2 separate regions of the Mus musculus genome follow, and region 2 is linked to region 1. Evidence: chromatin contacts called from public promoter capture Hi-C data. All regions are on one chromosome and are shown on one strand. The core of a region is the stretch at or near the end of the contact, and the rest is flanking DNA. Distances in the headings are between cores, read along the strand shown.

Region 1 (7,869 bases), core at 2,193-4,692:
CTTACTCACTAGGCATCCATGTGTGTATCTGTGTAAAGCCTGGAGAACAAGCCTTGAGTCTACTTTCTCCCCCCCCCCCTTCTCTCTTTTCTGTTTTCTTTTTGACACAAAGTCTCACTATGTAGCCCTGGCTATTCTGCTACTTACTATGTAGACCAGGCTGGGACAGAGATTTTTGCTTACTTCTGCCTCTCATGTGCAGTGATCATAGGATGTACCACTTCGTCCCTCTTGTTGGGTCTGCTTCCTTGAGGAAGGTGCATGGCGTCACTTATGGGGCTGCAGTGTTGGGAAAAGTAATTGGAGATTAAGGAAGTAAGAGCAGGACTGTTGGGGGCCTGCCTGTGTTCAGTGAGCCACAAGTGCTGTCATAGAGCTGTGAATGCAGCCTGATGTAAAGTTGTAAGCACACTTAAATCATTTCGTGTGTGTGTGTGTGTGTGCACGTGTGATTTTATTATTCTTATTTTATGTGTATCAGTGTTCTGTCTGTGCCCTATATGCTTGTAGTTCCTATGGAGGCCACAAGAAGGTGTTGGATCTTTTGGGACTGGAGTTACAGATGGTTGTTAGCTGTCATGTGGGTGCTAGGAGCTGAACTCTGGTCCTCTGGAAGAGCAGCCAGTGCTCTTAAACCATTAAAACATCTCTTTAGCATCTTGTCCTTTTTCCTTTCTTTTCTTTTTTGTTTCTTGTAACTCAAACTATCTGACACAATTCTCCTCATTAAAAACATTAACAGTTTTGTATAAATATTTGTTTTTATTTTATGTGTGTAAATGTTTGGCCGGCATGTATATATGTGCATTTTGCATTTTCATGGTTCCCTGTAGACATCAGAAAAGGACATCTGATCCCCTGGAACTGAAGTGTGGGTGCGGGGACTTGTTCCTCAGCAAAACAAGAGCTTTTAACATCTGAGCATCTCACCAGCCCCTTCCTCTTCCTCTGAAGAAAAACCTCCTTTGGCTGGGCAGTGGTGGCGCACACCTTTAATCCCAGCACTTGGGAGGCAGAGGCAGGCAGATTTCTGAGTTTGATGCCAGCATGGCCTGCAGAGTGAGTTCCAGGACAGTCAGGGCTACACAGAGAAACCCTGTCTCAAAAAAGCCTAAAAAGCAGGAGATGGGATAGGGGGTTTCTGAAGGGGAGACCTGGAAAGGGGAAAACATTTGAAATAAAGAAAATATCCAAGAAAAAAATTAATTAAAAAATTGACAAATAAGACCTCATAAAATGCAAAGCTTCTGTAAAAACAAACAAACAAAAAACCTTAAAATACAGAAAAGTTTAAAACAATTTTTTTTCTTTGAGTTGGGGATGTATCTCAGTGGTTAAGTGCTTGCCTCAGATGAAGAGAGCCTAGTTTGATCCCTAACAGTTTCAGAAACCCAAAACCAAAAACAGTGAACAAGACAAGAGTGCTTCTCGTGTGAACTTTGTGAACGACAACACTCTTCAGTGATGAAAAGCCGGACACAACTGCATGGTCATCCCCAGTATGTGATCACCCTGTGGAGGGGTTCTCTGGGTTATTCTTGTTTGCTGATGTTGTTATTTGGTTTTTTTTTTTTGTTTGTTTGTTTTTGTTTCTGAGACAAGGTGCCTCTATGTGGCCAAGGCTGGACTTGGCATACTTCTCTCCTGGCCCTTCCTTTTTCTAAGTTACATATTCTCTCTCTCTCTCTCTCTCTCTCTCTCTCTCTCTCTCTCTCTCTCCATGAATGAGGTAGCACACATGTGGAACTCAGAACACAATTCACAATTTTCAGGAGTGGGTGATCATCTTCTACTGTGTGGGTTATGGGACTTGAACTCAGATCATCAGTCTTGGCAGCAAACTCCCCTACTGGCTAAGCTGTCTCTTCATCCTCTCCAATTGTTTTAATTTATGCACTGGCTGCTCTTCCAGAGGTCCTGAGTTCATTTCCCAGCAACCACATGGTGGCTCACAACCATCTGTAATGGGATCTGATGCCCTCTTCCGGTGTGTCTGATGTGTGTGTGTGTGTGTGTGTCTGATGTGTGTGTGTACATGTGTACTTGTTTTGTTTTTAGACAGAATCTCTCTGTTGCATAGCTCAGGCTATGATTAAACTCACTATGTAGACCAAGGTGGCCTTGAACTCACAGACATCCTCCTGCTTGCCTCTTCCAATATCTAACAATATATAGTCTTCCTCCCAACTGATGGGATTAAAATTTGGGCCACCACGACAGGCTTGCTTTGTTTTCAGACATATAAAGTTGTAAGACTGTTCTCCAAGTAAGGTGTCTACTGGTTAAAATGAAGGGGGGAATTCTTATTGTTTCTTCAGAAATAGAAAAGTATCTTTAGACTAAAGCAATGGGAAACAGAAAGGTCTTTAAGGGCAGTGATGCCAAAGGGAACCAGGAAAGAGGAAATGCTCTTAGAATTTTGAGCCTGAAAAGCTAGAAGCACCAAGTTACTGAATTTTCCTGAACAGGAATCCTCAGACTTCAGAGAGAGCCTTATAGCGAGTCATTCTATAGAGAAGCTAAAACCCTTTAAAATTAATTCAGACTTGTCAGAATGGGTAGCGGCCATAGAGACTTCTAGCAATGAGTTCTCAACATCAGTTTGTTTTAAACAATGTCCTTATAATGTGCCAGGTGGTAAAAGTGTTGAATTTCTCGAACACCAAGAGTAGCTTTTAGTACGTTGAGCAGTTGATGAAAGAAAGTGGAGCCCCCTTTGTACGATTGAGTTACCTTGTAAACCCTAGCTTAATTTTACTTCCCCTGTCAAGTTTTGTCCAAAGATTGTAATTTCTAGTTCCCGATTACCGAGTTCATAGTTAAATCAAAAAAAGATCAGCCTGTGCCCTCCCAACCAGGTAAAGTAAGTATTCCTGACTCTGGAAACTATTTTAAACTTTTTTGAATACTCTGGAAAAAGTTCTGGGTACATATGTATCAAATATACTCCTTGACCAAACTGTTCAATGTGTAAGAACCACCATTTAAAACAAAAATATCAGTTTCTGAGGCTTTAAATCTATTTAATTAGGTAAGATTGGGTAAATTGCAAATATAACGTATCCATTTGACTATGTCAAAATATTTCACTGTCATTCCTATAGAGAAGCTAAAACCTTTTAAACTTAATTCAGAATTGTCAAAATGGGTAGCTGCCATAGAGACTTCTGGCAATGAGTTCTCAAATTCAGTTTTAAACAACGTCTTTATAATGTGCCAGGTGGTAAAAGTGTCGAATTTCTCAAACACCTGGCCCTGGAGTGAAATGGTTTATCTAACAATACAGCTTGCTCACCAGATCAACTTTAGGTGTCAACCCGGGTCTTCTAAGCTTTACCTCCCACATTGTAGCCAGCAAGTCCCATCAGGGAGCCAATTGGGTCGAGTGAGTGCTGTGCATCCTGGGAGTTGTAGTTTGCAGCGCCCCACTGCTGACTACATGCTCTACAGAACGGCAGAAGACGGTTGCCTGGTGTCATTAGCAAGCGGCAAGTATGGCGGTGGCGCGAGTCGACGGGGCTCTGGCTCCGGGAGAAGGTACGATGATCCCTACCCCTAAATTCCAAAGTTTACTTCAGTATGTCATATTAAACAGTTGCTTGGTGTAAAGAGAAAGCCTGGGTTTAGAGGTGCAGTTTTGGACCAGTTCTTTTGATGAGGGGCTGTAAGCAACACGGAGGCGCACTTCCTACTGGGAGTTGTAGTCCCGCTGTCTGGTCCAGTCCCGCAACATTACTGTGAAGGCTGAATGAGGGACTTCAGTCCCCAGGAGCCTTCGCGGTGCCCGGCGCCCCTGTCCCGCGCTCTCCTTAGCCTGACTGGGGGCAGTGGGCTTCGGACTGCGGTGACCTTTCTGGGACGTTTACTTTGAGTTCCGAGTGCCCACAGGAAATTAGTGCAGCCTTTTTATTTCCCGTGCCTCTCCTTCTCGTCCGAGAACGTTCAGGAAGCATCTCATCTGAAACCGCATCACAGTCTGCTTGAACTCTTCTTTGGAAGTGACCAGTAGCCGTGGTAGAATCTGAGAATGACCCAGACACGCGTTGCTCCCCGATCATTCTGCAGGCCGGGTCCCGGGGTCGAGTTTGGTCTTTGTTTGGCAGAGCCCAGGTTGGGGGGTGCGCCTGTGCTTGGGAGATGCCTCCGTGGGGCGCCGACCTCAGAGCTTTTGTTTTGGTTACACTCTGAGGCGTGGTAGCAGCTGGCCCGATTGGGGCAGAGCAGGGTAGGTAGAGTTGAGGCTCATAACCCGGAGACCCTTGAGTTCCTACGGGAAGGAGTTCGGCTAAAACATGTGTCGACACTTAGGAATTGTGTGCGGACGCTAGGTGCGCTTTTCCAGGACAGTCTAGTTTTCATCTCGAAGAAGGGGCTCACGACGCCTCACGTGATAAGAAAACCGAAAAGCATTGAAACCCTCTAGGAGCGCAGAACCGAAAAATTACATCCCAAGGTAGCTCCAGTCTGATCGAAAAATTGAAATTGGCAGTTACTCAGGCCCCGCCCACTCTGATAGCTTCTTTTCTCAACCTTCCTAGCTCACCGAGAACAGCAGCAATAAGCACTTACAGAGCCATTCTCCCCGCCCCCAAAGAGCCAGATGATATTTTGGATGCCTTTCTCCCATTATCTCATGTTTTTATGTAGAACAATGTTTATATTATATTCTCACTCTTTTTCTTTTTTCTTTTCAAAGCCATGGTCTCATTATGTAGCTGTGACTGATCAAAAACTCAAAGAAATCCTCTTGCTTTTGCCTCTCCAGTGCTGGGATTAAAGGTGTGAGCTGTGCTGTGCACGTGGCTCATCCACTTTTTTTTTTTTTTTTTAAAAAAAACAACTTTATAGTTTTTAAAAAAGATTTATTTATTTATATGAGTACACTGTAGCTGCCTTCAGACACACCATAAGAGGTCATCAGATGGTTGTTAGCCACCATGTGGTTGCTGGGAATTGAACTCAGGACCCCTAGAAGAGCAGTCAGTGCTCTTAACCACTCTGAGCCATCTCTCCAGCCTTTTTTTTTTTTAAGATTTATTTACTTTATGTATGTGAGTACACTGTCACTGTCTTCAGACACACCAGAAGAGGGCATCAGATCCTCATTACAGATGGTTGTGAACCACCAAGTGGTTGCTGGGAATTGAACTCAGAACCTGGACGAGCAGCCAGTGCTCTTAACGGCTGAGCCATCTCTCCAGCCCATTGTTTTTCAAGACAGGATTTCTCTGTGTAGCCCTGGCTGTCCTGGAACTGGTTCAGAAAACTAATCTGGCCTTGAACTCAAGGAGATGCCTTTGCCACGGAGTGCTGGGATTAAAGGCCACCACTGCCTAGCTGTTTTGTTTTGTTTTGTTTTTTCAAGACAGGGGGGTCTCAGTATGTAGCTCTGGTTGTCCCAGAACTCACTAGATAGACGGAGCTGACCTTGAAAGTGAAGAGAGGTTGGCACTTTAAAAATCGCCTGGCTGTCATCTATGTCTTGTAGAATAGAAAAGTTAACTCAAAGAAGAAATGGAGAGGGGAGAGGCTAAGAGAGTGACTCTTGGAGGAAAGACATGGGAGGACACAGCGAGGAGTCAGCCAGCCTCTAGGAGAGGGGTCTCAGTTATCAAACCTGCCAACACCTTAGTTTTGGGTGTTTCAGACTTTGAAAAATAAATGATAAAAAGAGAAGGAAACTTGTCTGAAGTGATTAAAAGGGTGGGGGGCTACAGTCTGGATTTGTGATTAGCTGGGGTTGGGGGTGGGAGTGTGGGGGGTAGGGGCTACAGTCTGACTTTGTGCTACAAGTGCTTTATTTAGTGCTGCCTGCAACCTTGTGAAATTAGAAAATCATTGCATTCCATCGATTAATTATCTACACTGTGATTTTCAAAATGACTTCGAAGTCGCTGGGAGAGAGTAGTTGGCACAGTGCTTGCTGTATGTGACAAGCATGAGGGCCCCGAGTTCCATCCTCAAAACCCAAGTAAAAGGTGGAGCTTGGTGGCAGGAGCTTGTGGTCTCAAGTGCCGGGAAAGTGACATGGGCGGAGTCTTAGTGCTTGTTGGCCAAGTAGCTTACTCTGCTTGATGAGCTCCAGGCCAGTGAGAGATCCTGCCTTGAAAAACAAAGTGAGGGCTGTAGAAATGGCTCAGTGGGTAAGAACACTCGAAGTGACAGTGTGCAGACTGGAGTTCAAATCCCCAGCATCCATGGGCAAAGCCCCAGCACCTAGTGCATACATGGAAAAGCTCAGCACCTAGTGCTATGGAGGTTGCTGACTTCCAATCCAGCGCTAGGCTTTAAGGCCCACTGAGAGAGTGGGTCAAGAGAATAAAGAGTAACAGAACGGGACACCCAGCATTCTCCTCTGGCTTCCCTGGGCATGCATGATAGACACTGCCCACCACTCCCGTGCACACGACTTTGGGCTCTTGAAGATGTACTTGAAGTTAGGTTATAAACATTTTGATCTCTATATAAAAAAGTAAGTTTTAGGGTCTGATGTGATGATAGCTATAATTCCAGTATTTGGGAGTTGGGGGAAAGAAGATCAGGAGTTCAAATTTAGCCTTGGATACATAGTTTATGCCAGCCTAGCCAGCATCAGACCCTGTCTGAAAACAACAGCAAAAGATAAAACAAAACACAAAAACCCCAAACAACAATAACAAAAACCAATCTAAGACAAAGAAAAAAATTGAAAGATTGAAAAAAGGGGGAAATTAGCCAGGAGGTGATGGCACCCTCCTTTTGTTATGCCCAGTTCTTGGCAGAGATCACAGATGTAAACACACAGTCTTATCATCAGGATGCTACCTTCCCTGCTCCGCAGGTTAGGAATGCAACACTGGAGTCTAGAGGATTGGGGTATATATATGGGAAAAGGGTAGGCTGGGGCTTTCAAGCATGGCCTTACCTGATTGGGTGTGAGGTAAAGGAATGCTAGCATTCGAAACTGAGAACATTTGTTTTGACAGCAAGGAGGGACCATACAACTGGAAAAGGACCTTTTTGGTCTGGGAAGAACGGACTCATTTGGTTATTTTTCTAAGCTGGCCCCAGCTGTCTGGGACCACCTGGTTGTCTCTTTCCCATAGCTTAACACTTCAAGGACATTAAATTTCTGCCCCCTTCAAAGACAGGAGACATCTGCAGGCGTCAGGGCTCACTGGAAAGGAATCTTCTCTTTAATCTCAGCACTAGGGAGATGGGCAAGAGGATCTCTGAGTTTGAGGCCAGCTTGGTCCAAAGAGCAAGTTCCAGGACAACCAGGGAAACACTGAGAAACCCCGTCTCAGAAAATTAAAATAAAACTCAGAAAAAAAAAAAAACCAGAAAAACAAAACCCCAAACCCCTCAAAAGAAACTTCAGTCCTGTTTTTTTGTTTTTTGTTTTTTGTTTTTGTTTTTCGAGCAGTCCTGTTTTTTGAGTGCTGTTATTAAATACTACAGTACAATCAGGGCTTGCATGCTAGGAAAAGGCTCTGTTTCTGAGCTAATCCCAGCCTGTAATCCATAAATTTGGAGAAAAAAATTGTAGCATTACAGCTCTGGATTACTATTGGTTGAAATTCTTGATACTTGTGTGCTCTGGTATAGTTTTAAATGTCTTTACATATTTTTCCCTCTTCGGTGTGAAATGCTAAGCTCAGTTGTCATCTTTGCTTTCTAACAAGATGTTTCTCTTCTCAAGGATCAGTGGTGAACTGGTCAGGCCAGGGACTGCAGAAATTAGGTGCCAACTTGCCCTGTGAAGCTGATGTCCATACCTTGATTCTGGATAAAAATCAGATTATTAAACTGGAGAACCTAGAGAAATGCAAACAGTTAATCCAGGTGGGTATGGGTTGCATAAGACTAATTTATTACTAAACAAAACCA
Region 2 (7,869 bases), core at 3,839-6,338, 2.5 Mb before region 1:
ACTGGCCGAAGCTTGCTACTCAGTGTAAGAGGGTAGGCCTTTGACTCCCTTCTGTTGAGTCTACCATCACCACTTCTCAAACATCTGCCAATCCTGCAAAGCCCAGCCACCTAAAACTACGTATCAGCAAAGTCTCGGCTTCCCCAGTCATTGTAAAATGTCTCCTGTAATCCATACCACTGTGCATGGCACTCAGTGGAACATAATCACTTACTCAATGTTTGTGGAGTGTCTGAAGACAAGGTGATGTTTTATCTCCTCTGAATGTTACAGGGTTGTACTGAATGGCACATGAATGTTCTCCTGAGAGTGCAGGGTGGCTACCCCACTCCCAGTTCTTGATGAAAATTCAACAGAATACTGGTATCTCCTCACACATCCCAAACAATACAATTTAACCCAAAAGTTAAAGGTACTTAACAAAAGTCTTGCAGAGAATAGAAGTCACCATATACTGGCTTTCATTAAAACTAGCCTATCTGAATACTTTCCCATGCTCTTGAATTATGTTGATTTAGTCCAAATAATGACCTGGAAAGTTATCATGATGTACTTTATTAAACTAACATTTTCAAGTGAAATACTTTCTTAAACATTCTCTCCTGAATGACAAATTTAATAAAATGTAAAAGAAAATACTGAAAATGCAAGCTTAAGTGATGTGACAGCTTCATAAAAAGTGAATTCCTTGTGATAAAATTTTACATTTTATAATTTGCTGGTGATTTATAAATATGTTTGCCTGTGTTAAAATTATGGAACTATGTGACTAGAGAAGGGGGGACGAAAAATTGATAAAATAAAAGACATCTGTGGATCGTTACCATCTGAGATTTTTGCTTTATATTAACACTATCTTCTGTAAAATATTTTCTAGGATATATATGAAGTGCTGTGGCTGCAAAGTTGTGAGAAAGTTATCCAAAACCAAACAAAGCAGGAACCCCACAAGAAACACTGCTTAGCCTGGCTCACTTCCTGTCTCAGCAGTCACATTTGGGCAGTGGGACTATCTACCACTCCTCATCCTAGGCCAGCATTCCACACCCTTCCAAACAGCCACTGTCTACTTGTATGTATTTAATCCAGGGTCACCATTTTCAGTCTTATATTCATATTGCTCGTTAGACTACAACTACATAAATTACTCTGTTGAACCTGAATTAAACACATGCAAATATCGGGCACCTACTTCCATATCTTGGTTATTTGGAGGGATGACCTAAACTGAGAATGATTAGGAAAAGTCAGACAGACAGACAGACAGCCTCAGATTAGAGCTACATAAAAGAGCCCTGTTTTGGTTTAGCACAGTGGTTCCCAACCTTCCCAATGCTGAGACCCTTTAAAACAGTTCCTAATGCTGTGCTGACCCCAACCATAACATTATTTTTGTTTCTACTTCATCACTCCAATGTTGCTATGATGAACAGTAATGTACATGTCTGATATGCAGGATATCTGATATGTGAACCCATGAAAGGGCTGTTCAATCCCAAAGGGGCTGGGAGCCACAGGTTGAGAACCACTGGTTGAGTGGTTGGTTGAGAGCTTTTTGAGGTAGGGTCTCACAAGATGGATGGGGTAGCTAATCAGAAAGCCCTGACTCCCCTGCTTCAGCCAAGAGCTAGGATGGCAAGCTGGCTTGTGCGGCATGTTTTGTCAAACCAAGAGAAGACAGAAAATTCTAAATCTACCTAGTATGGATAATTATAAATGTTTCTTTGCTGAGGAAGAAGTTCTTCATTTCTGACAGTTTCTAAATTCTGGACTTCCTTAGCATCACACAAGCCAATGAAGGTACTGCTTACCAGAATAAAACTTTTCCACATAAACTACAAGTATTACCGTTTAACTGAAATGATTCTTTCAAAGAATCAACCTGACCTGTTTCATAGGTTATTAAATTGCAAAATCAATGTCCTTGACAACATGCCATATGAATGGCTGCAAACAAATCACTCTTAATGGATTTTAAAAATTAATTATATTCTGGTATCATATCATTTCCAAGTCACATTCTAGCCCACAAGGTAGACAAATCTGTAATATAAATGAGGAAGCTGAGTTACCGAGATGAGGTGACCCAAATTCCTAGTCATAATGTAAACTGGAGATAGAAATTCTATCACAGTAGAGTATTAGCTGCTTATTATGAAAATGTATTACAGCAGCAAATATGCAATCAGGCTAAGCTCTACTAATTTCAGTTTTATTAAAAAGATGTATTTTTTAAAAAAGGTTTTGAAAATGATCTTAATATAAAGATTTGAAGGTGAACTTACCATGAATTTTAGAATTCATGTATATAAGCTACATCTAAAATGTCTATACTATAAATATATGTAAGTAAACCAAGTCTATTTATAATTTAAAGAATATTAGATAGTTATGATACATCATTGTGAAGAATTAGGTTTTCAAAAACGTGATGAACTTTATTCTAAGCCAAGCAGAAAGAAAAATCACTTTTGGCAGGAAATCTGCTGAGAAAGAGCTATGTATGGCCTTAAGTAGAACAAAGGCAAGAGAGAGCATCATTTCAAAACAGTGTCAGGAAGATAAAAACCCACTTACGCACTCCCATGGACACGGAATATGTGTCTACCTGGGTAGGCTCCGTGGGGAGCAAGACTGATTCAGCCAGCCTATTTTCTTCAGTTTATTTTTCATTATAACTACATGCTAGTAGCAGACATTTGGAAAGGTTCTATCACTCAGAGACAACTGATAAGGTTATATTATTCCTTCCAAACTTCTTCCCAAGGCTTCTTAAGAGAGTACAAAGTCCACCTTGGAACACATGGGCATTCTCATATTAAAATCGCTAGAGGTGTTTAAGAGATTCACATCCTGAGTGAGGGAATGTCAGCTGACCCTGAAGGAATGTGTTATCTTAGTTAAGACTAACTTCAAAGAAATTTCACTGCAAGCAGTACTAGGGCCCTCAGAGGGAGAGATTTTTTAAAAATCAGGGAATTCTCATCTCATACAATTTCTGAATTTTCAGATACTCACCAAACTAGTCCTTAATTTACTAACTTAGTAACTCGTGTTTAATAATTGATAAATACATTATGCTTTCCCTTTGTAAAACTGTGTGTTTCTGGTTCATTTACTTAGTCTATGAAAGAGACATGCATTCACATATGAGCAAGACAGAAAATTGATACAAAGGTATTAAACAAACAAAACTACCCGATTTTGAAGAAATAAAAATCATGTCTTTTTATGCTCTCTAAAATTATTTCTATTTATTTTGGAATCTTTTGGCAATGGGAGAAGAAATATATTGTTACAATGCTGACTAAAATGATTCAAAAATCATTTAAAATAAGATAATGTTGCATGTTACATCAGTCTGGGAATGACTACTCCAAAAGATAATGGTGTCCTATATAGCTGACTCTGTTACTCGAAGATTTGTTTTAAACATGACGTGAAATTCTAGATGTAAGCCATCTAGAAATGTTCAAACACAGTGGACTGCTTAAATGGTCATATTCCTTTCTACATTAAAATATGCTGTATTCCCTGTGCATCGGTTTCCCTCTGCTGGGAACGGGATAACTAACTCACCAAGCTGTGTGTTAAATGCACTGATTTACACAAACCACTTAGTCCCGGGCCTCCCACACACACTAAGCTTCTGTAGCCATATAAGTCTGTCTCCCCACCACGAGAAAGAAAAACACACACATAGATGCCAAAACTTCAGAGGCTTCCACACTCTAAAACAGTAAGCGCTGACTGAAATCTGCCTATTAGACCTCTAAACCTTAGGTTGCTCAGTTTAAATGTGACTATTAAAGAGGACAGTTTACGTTTTTCTCTTAGCGATTACCTCTCACACGTCCATCAAGGCTGCACCTTCCCAAGAGACAATCCCATGACCTTGAAGATATTCCTTACTGACAAAAAGTGCACACAGTGGGAAGCTGAACTGAGAAATGGAAAACGTATTTCAAGAAACTCTCCCTAGCAATTAGTAACAAGAAAAGCCATGGAAGAAATAAAGCCAAACAGAATGTGGTACGCTGCCCAAAGCAGCAACACTAAAAAGTTCAGTCCTGTATTCTCTTTCTATTGTTGATGATTTATCAACCAACAGTTGTTCCCGCTTCTGGAATGGGATTGTAGAAGGAAAAGAAGCTTTGTCACTTTCTGAGAAAGTTTGCGCTTTTGGTAGTGGACCGCTACTCTGGGCCACTTCTGTGTTTGATCAAGACAATCTACAAACCACGGTCCTCAGTAATGGGCAGGTGCTCTGAAGAACGAATTGCAAACGTAAGCAAGGCTCTAGAGAGCACTGCAATTTGCTTCATTCGCGTTAGAACCTGGGCGCTATCCCTAAGAACAGCAATCCCTGCCTGTCTTTAATAAGCTCAAGATGCTTTTTAATTTGCTCCCGACTCCGTCCATCAGTCCAGAAGGAGACAGCAAGGAGGCCTCCACGGCAGGGTCTCATACGTCCCTCTTTCACAGAAATGAATGGCTTTGCGGAAAAGTAAAGCGACACAAACTTGAGACACCGGGCGGCACCACCACCCCGCCCCGGTCCCCGCCACATCAGCCTCGCCAGTGTGGTGTCTCTGCATCTCTGGGTTCGTCGGCAGGTTCCTCCAACAGCCAAGAGCCTCAGGAGGCCGACCGGTGCGGGCCACCACTCACCTTGCTGGCCTCCAGCGTCCTGGAGCAGTAGGAGCAGCAGAAGGAGCAGTCGAGGCCTGGAGGAGGAGTTGCGGCCAGGAGGGAGGGGACAGCAGCCGGCGCTGGGCAGCGCGGCCCGGCCGGTGGCGGCGGGCGCGGCCGGGCCTCCGGGACCCTGGGGGCTGCGCGCGGCTCTCAGCGGCGCCCGGCTCGCCATCGCGGCGGCCGGCAATCCGCCCGCATAGTGCGCGCGCCGCGGAGCCCCGCGCGCCCGGGGCCCGCAGCACCCGGTGAGGACCGGGCGGCAGCGCAGCGCGCCTCGTCCCCTCCGCCCTGCTCCCCGCGCCCGCTTCACCGAGCTTCCCGCCCCGAGACCCCAGGCCGGAGCGCGGCGGATCGGAGGATAGCACCGGGGCCCGAGCTGGAACGCGCTCCCGCCGCGCTCGTAGACCGACCGTCTCTCGGGCGGGCCGGCCCCGCTCTCTCGCCCTCCCTCCCTCCCGCGCGCGCTGGCCACGCCTCCTCCTCATGCTGAGACCAATGAGCGGCCAGATCTGGTCCAGCTCCTTCCGTGCCGTCCAATCATCACGCCGTCTGCTCTGTCGACCTGTTAGCTCCTCTCCTAAAGCTCCACCGCCCCTCATCCGCGTCTGCCAATCGCCCTGGACCTCTGGGAGCGTCCCACCCGCCTCCCTCGATCCGGGTTCGCCCCCAAGCCGGGGCCGGGAGCGGTCCCCGCCCCGCTGAAGAGCCTGTAGTTTTTGGGACCACTGCCCAGAGAGAACCCGCCGAGACTCTCTGGTCAGTGACTTCCGGGACTTCCCCATCCCGCGCTCTCCAGCTTCCCAGAGCCTGCTTGCTCCTGGCTCCTCCCCCGTCGAACATCAGGCCACTGGAAGGGGTGGGATGGCTGGATGCTGGAAGATTTCAGCTGGGAGCTGTATTTAAGGGACTGTTTTTAAATAGCAGAGTATGTTTTTCTTAATTAAAACTGCAGTCAATTGCAGCAACATCTGCGGGTACAATTACAAATGTAGTGTTCAGTTTTTGCAAAGATAGCTTCTAGGACTTTGGAGAGGAAGTATAAAATAAGACCCGTGTTGCTGAGACTATTTAAGTCCACTATCTGTAAAATTGTGCTCAGAGAAGTCCCAGGAATTAGAGCCACTTTATAGATAATTTGCAGGTTTTGGAATGGGGAAGAAATGTCAGTACATCATGCACGTCAGAATGAAACAAGTACAAATTCAAATAATAGGCAATTTGATGGAGTTTTTGAGCAGGCAGTATGGCAGAAGAAAGAGCAGTCTTTAAAGAAGAATCCACAGAACTAGACAGTAGATTTATAAAGAGAAACCATCAGGGATATTTTTAATTAGGGACTCCCTAAAAAAAAAAAAAAAAGTATTGTACCTTTAACAAACAGGGACTTAGTAAGATAGAACAGTTTGCATAGCAAAGGAAGTAACTATAGAGCATCTGTATTACCTTTCAGTTTATGGTGGTTGATTTTTCACAGTATTGCTGCTGTGCCCTGTCCTGCTGATGACTGCCTTTAACAAGCCATAATTTCTGGCAGCTGGGTCTTCTCAACGCTAAGCAACGGATGCTGTACAGCAAACTGATACTGGCATAGGATGTCTACTACCTTGAGTGTATTAAATGTTCCCTTGACTTAACGTGTTCTCAAGTGATGGTGGGTTTATCAAATGTGACTCTTATCATAAGCTGAGAAGCACCTATACTGGGATGCAAAGCCAGAGAGATAGGCCATTGGTTAAGAGCCCTTGCTGACAATCCTTACGATCTGAGTTTGATCCTCAGAATTTACATGGTTGCTAGGAGAGAACTGGCTTCTGCAAGTCGTCCATGGTCCTCCAGATGTGCACTGTGGAACATCTCCCCTCCCACCCCCATACTAAATGAATGAATAAATAAATAAATAAATAAATAATAAAATACATGCCTTTTAAACAAAATAAATCGATATGGATATACAGCTAATAAATGAGGCTATAGAAAAGCAGGTTGTACAAATGTCAGTGTGAGAAGTATGTAGGAATTGGCTCTGGAACTCATGAATACATGTGAGAGTCCTAAACATGTAAAGCACTCACACCCGTGTTTCAGAAGAAAACCCAAATGCTGGAAAGGACTCTAGAAGCCATTTTTTTTCAAGTTTCTTGCATATTTCTCACACAATAAGCCCACCCCCCACCCCCACTCCCCAGTCATTGTATCTGCTAAACATCTATCGTGTAGCAAAGAAAGCACTACCAATATACGCCCTGGTCATACAAAGTTCAGTTAGAGAAGCTTACATTCTAGTGGAGAAGACAAACATTTTAAACAAATCCATCGTCACCAGTGCCAATTTGGAGGTGAGAACTAACAGAGCTAACTCTATGACCTACCCCAGCAAACAGCCAGTCCTAAGCCAAGGCTTCAAGTGATAGTCCCTGAGATGAAGCACCTCACATGTCGGATCACTCCTTCTGTATGACCACCTAGTGATAACCGTAGGCCACAAGGTGGACACAGCAAAGGGTTAGAAGCTGCTGGCTAGGATTCCTTCAGCTACATGGAACTGCACAAGAAGCAGAGTGAACTAGCTCAGGTATGGGAACCTTTCTAGAAAAGAAAGTGCTGGAGTTGTGGCTGTCCCCCCTCAGGGGAGTACAGCCTGAAAAGACTCCGAATTTCTTATAAGTAATTCCCCTATCACAAGAGAGAGGGGTGCTGTCATTTTCTCTCTGTTTTGGTATGCTAAGAGCTGTTAAAGTAGAGAATAAAGTGGTGAAGTGTTTCAGAGGACAGAACAGGGAAAAGAAGAGAGGGGGAAACCAGCGTCTGAAAAATGATGCTAGCCATCTGTCTTCGTACTCTTTTGCCTTTCAGCTTCCTGAGTTTCTTTTCTGGAGGTTTGGCTGGAGAGCAGCCCGGAGAACATTCCCCTACTGCCTGACCATGGGAAGTCATAGGAGGAGCACCGATGTGTGAGAATTGAGACACAGTGCTGCCCACCATGTCTCTCCACTTCTCATTATGGCTGTACAACCAGTTTCAGAAGGCTTCTGTGAGATAACGAAATGTTTCCTGGGAACCTTCCACCAAAGTCATATATCAGGCGTTCGAGTCTAGACCAGTCACTGCCCCAGGGCAGTCCAGGTTTACATTTACTCTCCCATACTTTCTGCATACTTCTCTAGTCAAGCTTGC

What was found. Promoter capture Hi-C pulls out the DNA fragments that hold promoters and counts their contacts.
Region 2: a contact with region 1 is called in a promoter capture Hi-C map of pre-B cells, with 3 times the contacts expected there. The contact joins the promoter of Dcbld2 here to the promoter of Cep97 in region 1. A contact is called at or near these places in 2 of 39 promoter capture datasets (liver and pre-B cells).

Annotation. Positions count from the first base shown.
Region 1 is chr16:55,930,421-55,938,289 of GRCm38.p6, reverse strand. Cep97 (centrosomal protein 97) reads left to right here and starts at 3,442. Exons shown (of 11, transcript NM_028815.4): 1 at 3,442-3,537; 2 at 7,682-7,824. The coding sequence starts at 3,495.
Region 2 is chr16:58,405,754-58,413,622 of GRCm38.p6, reverse strand. It overlaps Dcbld2 (discoidin, CUB and LCCL domain containing 2), which reads right to left and starts at 5,088. Exons shown (of 16, transcript NM_028523.3): 1 at 4,672-5,088. The coding sequence starts at 4,867. It overlaps 4930461C15Rik (a long non-coding RNA gene), which reads left to right and starts at 5,092. Exons shown (of 4, transcript XR_384912.2): 1 at 5,092-5,451; 2 at 7,549-7,869.